Linked DNA regions of Mus musculus: region 1 is linked to region 2. The links are chromatin contacts, called in public promoter capture Hi-C maps. All regions are on one chromosome and are shown on one strand. The core of a region is the stretch at or near the end of the contact, and the rest is flanking DNA. Distances in the headings are between cores, read along the strand shown. Region 1 holds the start of Gpat2 (glycerol-3-phosphate acyltransferase 2, mitochondrial). Region 2 overlaps Gm39923 (a long non-coding RNA gene).

Region 1 (3,231 bases), core at 297-2,796, 38 kb after region 2:
GTTCAAGGCCACCCTCTGTTTCATGGCAAATTTGAGACCAGCCTCAAAACACACACACACACACACACACACACACAAGCCACGAAAGAGACCCTTGGGCCTTGAGGGACACAAAATGGCACAAAGCAGGGAACACAGTGGCTATACCCTCAAGGGGAATGTCGGTGGAGGAGAGGTAGAGGTTAGGAATAAGAGCCAGCTCTTGGGACCCATGGCCTCACAGGTTCTGAAACTGGAGGTCAGTGGGCTGTCACGTGGGCTGGGGGTACAGGGAATACCTCCCCCCAATTTATTTTATATTGCACTAACCTTTTAAAGTTGTTATTTTTAAAACATTTGTTTGTGTGTGGGTATGTGCACATGAGTGTAGTTACCTGAGGAGACCAGGAGAGGGTGCTAGATCCCTGAAGTTGGAGTTACAGGCAGCTGTGAGCCACCTGATGTAGTTGTTGGACCCTGAACTCAGGTCCTCTGGAAGAGCAATATGAACTCCTATCTGCTGAGTCACTTTCCCGGTCCTGTGGAGACCTTTCAGGGCTGGTCTCTTGGTGGCTTGCTGCAACAGTGAAATGATGAAGGAACCCATATGTCCTTTGTTCCTAGAGTGCTCAGAGCCGATTACCTAAATGACCCCACTCTCATCTTTATACACTTTGCCTGTTGATGTAACCAAACAGCTGACCAAAAGCCACTCTAGGAAAGAAGGGCTTGTTGTGGTTCACAGTTTGAGGGCACTGGACATCTTGGCTGGGAAAGCATGGCAGAGGACCATGAGGCTGCTGACCACATCATAGCTTGGCAGGAAGCAGAAAACAGATAAGTGCTGGTGCTCAGCTCAGGTTCTCCTTTAAAAAAACACACGTCTTTATTTTGTGTATACAAGTGAGGAGGTCAAAGGATAGCTTGGGGTAATTGGTTCTCACCTTCTGCTATGGGTCTTTAGTTCCCGGGACTCGTGAGGGACCACTGCGCTCTTGTTAACTCCAATTCCAGATCCAAGCCCTCTTCTGACCACACATGTGCATACCCCCACAAAGCCACACATGCACATATATAGATCACACACACACACACACACACACACACACACACGTAATTTATTTTGAGACAGAGTCTCACTATGTAGTTCTGGGTGACCTGGAACTTGCTATGTAGATCAGGCTAGACTCGAACTCACAAAGATCCATCCGCCTTTGCCTCTCGTGTGCTGGGATGAGAGGTGTACACTATCCTCCCCACATCCTTTTTAAGACTCCCCTCCTTGGGTCCTTTGCATTCCACACTTCCAGATTAGGACAAGCAGGTTCCTAAGCCAGAATGTCCTCTCCCCAACAAACTCTCAACACTTGCAGCGAGTTGTGGGTGATGGGCGTGGAGGGAGCAGTGATCATGTGGTACAGGCAGCAAGTCCAGCAGAGCATATAGGGTGTCAAGGGATGGGGCTTCGAGCCTAGAGCGCGTTCTGATTGGCTGGCCCCTCAGCTGCTGAGGCGCATGCGCAGAGCCCAGTTTCCGGCTTCGTCGGCTCAGTCACACGGCTGTTTGGCGGGAGTTGGCGGCTGGTGTGAGGTGAGCTTCCTGAGACTCGTGTGCCGGATTGGACCAGGCTGGGTTGGGCTGGGCTGGGCTTGGCTTTGGGTCAGGCAGGGACTGATGTGGAACTCGGGCTGGTGGGCGTGTCTCACAGACAAACAGTCAGAGGCAAGCTGGTGGCCCTGGAGAGCCCCACTTTGCCCTTTGCTTGGCTTGTGGCACCTGAGACTCAGAGAGCAGGCAAGGATGGACTTCCGGTGCCGCCTCGGAGACAGGCCCTGCCCTCCATCTTGGTTTTGGCGAGAACCTTCCTTGCAGGCGTAGGGGTATTTGCTGCAGCTGAGAACTTTTTAAAGTTAAGTTCTGTGATGGTTAGTAGGGCAGGAACATTGGGGATGTGTGTGTTGCATTTTAGCCTTTGGTGAAGAGCTACATAAGAGCCAGGCACCAAGTGCCACCTGTGTAGTGCGGGTGGGAGGACTCAGAGTGGAAGGGACGTGGCTTCTGGGCGCCCCCGAGCCGAGGCCCTGTTGGGTATCTGCTCAGATACCACATCTCAAAGTTATTTTTACAGCAGCAGCTGGAAACCCCCGCTCTTTATATAACAAGCTCTCTGCTTTTAAACGTTGGCCTTAATTCCTAATGTTTAAGCACGTCATATAGTCAGCGAGAAGATGCCTGTGAACTGTACTGGCCCTCGGGGAAGAGTGTGCATCTACACAGACTGCCAGTGGCCCTCACTTAGGGATCTTGCTTGCCAGATGTGTCTGTAATAGTGGTGTTTGAGAAACAGAGGGAGGAGGATGGAGAATTCAAAGCTGGTCGGGGCAAAATAGCAAGACAGTGTCTTAAAAAGCGTGAGTGAGCTGTCCCCAACTGACCTGGATTTCATGAGCTAGGTAGTTGGCTTAATTGGCTCATGAGAATGCTCCATGCCTTGTCTTTTAATCTGTTATTTTAGGGCCAGCATTGGTCGGTGGGGTTAGATTTTGAGGTTAGGAGTCTCAAGCTGAGGAGTGTCAAACGTCTTCCTTGCAAAGGAGGCAGGCCTCCTTACATTGCAGCCTTGACCTTGGGCTTCTCTGTGCTTAGGGTCTGAATGGGGCTGTGAGAACATTTTTTAAAGTAGGGGATGCATCTGAAATGAGATCTCCAGGGCCTGTGTATACATCAATCAGGATCCGGTTACTGCTTGGCTTCATGGTGCTAAATAGCACCAAGGGGCAGAGGAGGAGCACCAGAGGAACCCTGGAAACTAAGCCACAGGCATCTGGCTCTCCTGGGCCCTTTCCATACCACTTAATTGCTGGGTCTACACATGAATTATTTGCAATTCTTACCCTCAGGACGACTTTCAGATGATGTGAGGGAAGTGAGATGGGAACCCCGAGGGCTCCACAAGGCTGCTTTTCTGGCTGCCTTGGGCCCTGGAACTCATGGAGAAAGAAGAATCTAGATGTATCATGAACTAACAATTTGTGGTCTCAAAACTCAAAAAGGCACTCTCAGGCTAGCGTGCAGTTAATGTGATTGAGTTGGGGAATAAAAAGAATATAAATAATTAGGCCAGTCTGTTCACCATGGACATGGTGGAAGATCAGGGTAGGGGACCCTTTTGGGCAGGAGTCTCTCTTCCACAGAAGCATAATGGATCCGAGGTTCTGCAAGAGGGCTGCTCAGCAGGACTTAGGTTTATGG
Region 2 (3,320 bases), core at 286-2,785:
AGACCGAGTCTTGTGAAGACCTATCAGGCTGCTTTTTTTTTTTTTTTTTTTTTTTTTTGGTGATGGTGGTGGTGGTGCGATGCTAGGGATTGAATAGAGGCTCCTGGGGCTTGTGCATGCTAAGTACAGGTTCTACCACAAGATCCTTGTTCAGCCTCCCCAATCATGTTCTTAATGTATGAGAATCCTGATGGCATAGACGTGACTCCAAAAGCAACACATAAGCTCCTGGGTCTGGATTCTCCAGTTTCTGGGAGTGTTTCTGATTTAGGAAGCTGACAGCCTCCTAGTCTCTCAAATGGCTCTGCTAATGTCCTTACTGGGTCTCAGTCTACAGGGCCCTTCCCTGAGGAGACTGCTGGTGATGGCTGCTGGGCAGTGGCTTCTCTGTAGGCCATACTTCCTGAGCTAATTGTTCCTGCAGGGCTTCGGTGATGTCCTCTATGCCTTCCATGAGCAAATGGTATTATCTATTGGTCTTCTGCCCAGGTGGCTTCCAGACACCGCCAATTGAATTACACTGGTCCATTGTCCTTTGTGCCAGTGGCTCCCTCAGCTATTCCCTGGGTGGGCTGAGGTCCTTCCTAGTGCCCCTGCAGAGAAGGTGAGGGTGGAGCTCTTGGGATGGACAGGATGGAAGAGGATGAATTCTGCAGCAGGCTGGAGGTACTCTGTGGAGTCACGGGGGGGGGGGGGGAACGGGGGGGGGGGACAGCCTGGGAGCCCTTGTCCTACGTCCCCAATGTCCTCCCCTGCAGCCTTATCTCCTTGCAGCCCAGCCTTGCCCCAGGCACTTCCTAGATTATAGCCTGATTACAGCTCCTTACTGCCCATATGATGAAGGCCAGGCACAAGCCTAGCAGTCTCTGCCCAGTCCTCCTATGCAGACCAGAAGTAGCTTTAGGCTCAGGTCCTGGCACTGTGGGGGGTCCCTTCCTGTGTTGCCTTCATCTGGGAATGAGTCAGCAGGTAAAGAGGGACCAGCAAGACACATGCCCCTTCTACCTGACAGATAAAAGTCTTGCACGCACAGTCCCCTTCATTTCCCTTGCTCTGGGTCCTTAAAGGCCACAGGCTTAAAACAACAGCACCAGGGAAGTGGATCCTGGATTCCTGGGTAACTGCTTGGACCCGGTCTGGACTGCGGGGGGAGGGGGGGGGGCGGGAGAAACGCACTCACCTGTTCTTGGTTGCAGAGGTTTGGGGAGTCTGTTACAGTAATTAGGGTACCCCAACATACAGAAATCTTAGGTACCCAGAAGTGACTAGGGTAATAACGCTTCAGTTTCCTCCTCACAGTGAGATGAGGTGGTAGCCCTTGCAGAATTACAGAAAAGAAGAAACAAGGAGGGTCCCCCAGGAACCTGGCACCTAGCCAGCTGTACTGCAGCAATTTCCTCCGTGTTGAACACCACCAGGGCCTCCTGCTCACCTGGACAAGGCCTTGGGAGGCGAGGCCTATTCCCATTTCCTCATGGAGGGTCCTGAGACCCCAGTTGCCAGTGGATGAGGTAAAAGTAACAGTTGGATGGGGCTTCTTGTGTTGTAGCTGTGACTCACCCACAGTCCTTGTGAGCAACGCAAGTAAACCCATCAGTTCACCAAGCTGGACTCAGGCAGAATTCTTTCTTTGAGCCACTGGTGCCCTTTCTATCCATTTGGTGGGGCAAATGGATGCTTTCCTACGTCTGTCACAGCCCTCTGCACTGGAAATGGTTTGATATCTGCTCTAGGCTTCTGTGACATCCATCCTTCTGCTTTCCCTTCCCCCTCCCTCTCCCCTTTCTATCCCCACTCCCACCCTCTCTTCCTATTCTCCTCTTCTGTTTGGGTCTTGCTTTGTATCCTCAGACTTGCCATCTCCCTGCCCATGCCACCACACCTGGCATCTGCCTGGAGTTTTGTTTTGATTGGTTTTTTTTCCTCTGCCCTTTCCATTCCAGGCCCCTTTTAGATCCATCTGAAGCTGAGGCCTTTGCTGAAGCTCCAGCCCTTGGAATCCCGTTTCTAGGGTCTGAGGCCAGAGCCAACATTCTGCATGGACTTCCGTTGGTGTGTCCTTCTTAGTACTCTGTCCTTCTGTCTCTGCTATGCCTGATACTACAACCAGTCTGCATAGAGCTTTATCCAAAACAAGATCTACAAACGGTATTTTCATCTGTAGATGAGACTTGTCTTATTTGGTCTGGGCTGGGCCAAGCAGCATGGGATGGACCAAGGTTTTGAAGGTGAGAAAGATCCTTGCCCCACTTCAGGAGACTCACTCCTTTATCCCTTCTGTGACACTTCTCTGCCATCCTGGTCTGTCTGTCTCTTCACACCCCTCCACCCCAGCCCAAAGACTGTAGCTACTGAGGCAATTGCCACCAAGTAAAACTCAAATGAAGTCTGGAGCCTGGGTCACTCTCAGCTGTTGTCTGAGGTCTTCCCTGGTCATAGTTCCCTACTCTAGAATCCACCAGCAGCTGGCCAGATGTAGCTGAGGACAGCTGGGTGTAAGGACAGGAAGTTGCTAGACAGCCTGGGGTTCTCACGCCAGAGCCCAGATGTAAACCAGCCCTCCTACTTTCTCCATCCTCCTTCTCTCTGCCATGGCCTCCTCTAGAGAGTCTTCCCTGTGCGTAAGTTAGAAGAGTGGGCTTTCCTCCTTTTGGCCTCTGCCAAGGATGGAATGCAGATGAAGAACCAGAAAGCTCAGAGAGATACATCCCTACCTATGCTCAGGATGCCTAGGTGGACTGGTGGGGAAGCTACGGTGGTGATAGGACGCCTGAGGTTCCCGTGCAGCTGACTTTGGGGTTTGCTGAAGCACAGGAGGAGAGAGTTGAGCCAAGTTGGGCCAGGCCTGGCACAGCCAGAGGGAAGGATACTGCTGGCCCTTTGAGGCTACTGTTCTACCTCCGAGAAAAGTCTGGAAGAATCCGGCTAGAGCATAACATGAACCCTCCTCAACTTCTGCAGCCTTTACCAATTTTCTGCCTCACAGGAGGGCTGGAGAGCAGGAGAGAATGGGCTCTGTGTCTAGGTCATGGTTCACAGAGAAAGCTTCAGTTTCTCCGGGATCCAGATCAGCCCCTCTTAAGCTGGCTGAGGATCCTCTGCAGTGTGGACACGCAGGGATACACAACCCCAGCTCACCAAGGTTCCTGGAAGCTACCCCAAGTAAGCTCTACCCACTAGGGACCCCACATTAGAGACAGCCTGGGTTTAGCCCAGTGGCTCTCAGTCTCAATTCTTCCTGCCCCTTGGGACAGTGACAACCTGCAGGTAACCTGTGCCCACAGATCACACACTGAGGGGGGGGCTCTCCAACCTATATG

What was found. Promoter capture Hi-C pulls out the DNA fragments that hold promoters and counts their contacts.
Region 1: a promoter capture Hi-C map of trophoblast stem cells shows a contact between it and region 2, with 2.4 times the contacts expected there. The contact joins the promoter of Gpat2 here to the enhancer-like site in region 2. A contact is called at or near these places in 13 of 39 promoter capture datasets (the C10 cell line, the HPC-7 cell line, HPC-7-derived erythroid cells and 8 more), 1 of 15 datasets of contacts at CTCF or cohesin (the NIH/3T3 cell line), 29 of 484 Hi-C or Micro-C datasets (B cells, the C10 cell line, the G1E-ER4 cell line and 18 more), 3 of 115 datasets of contacts at active chromatin or transcription factors (cardiomyocytes, embryonic stem cells and fetal liver) and 3 of 9 other capture datasets (adipose tissue, liver and pancreatic islet).

The regions. Positions count from the first base shown.
Region 1 is chr2:127,423,653-127,426,883 of GRCm38.p6, forward strand. Gpat2 (glycerol-3-phosphate acyltransferase 2, mitochondrial) reads left to right here and starts at 1,547. Exons shown (of 22, transcript NM_001081089.2): 1 at 1,547-1,569.
Region 2 is chr2:127,385,231-127,388,550 of GRCm38.p6, forward strand. All of the region lies in intron 1 of Gm39923 (a long non-coding RNA gene), which reads left to right. Among named protein-coding and RNA genes, the nearest start is that of Gm39923, 12 kb to the left of the region's middle. Within about 2 kb of position 1,536, at least 9 of the 459 cell types and tissues checked have an H3K27ac peak or open chromatin away from gene starts, as enhancers often do. A contact at or near this core is called in the N1E-115 cell line and trophoblast stem cells, where this site is marked.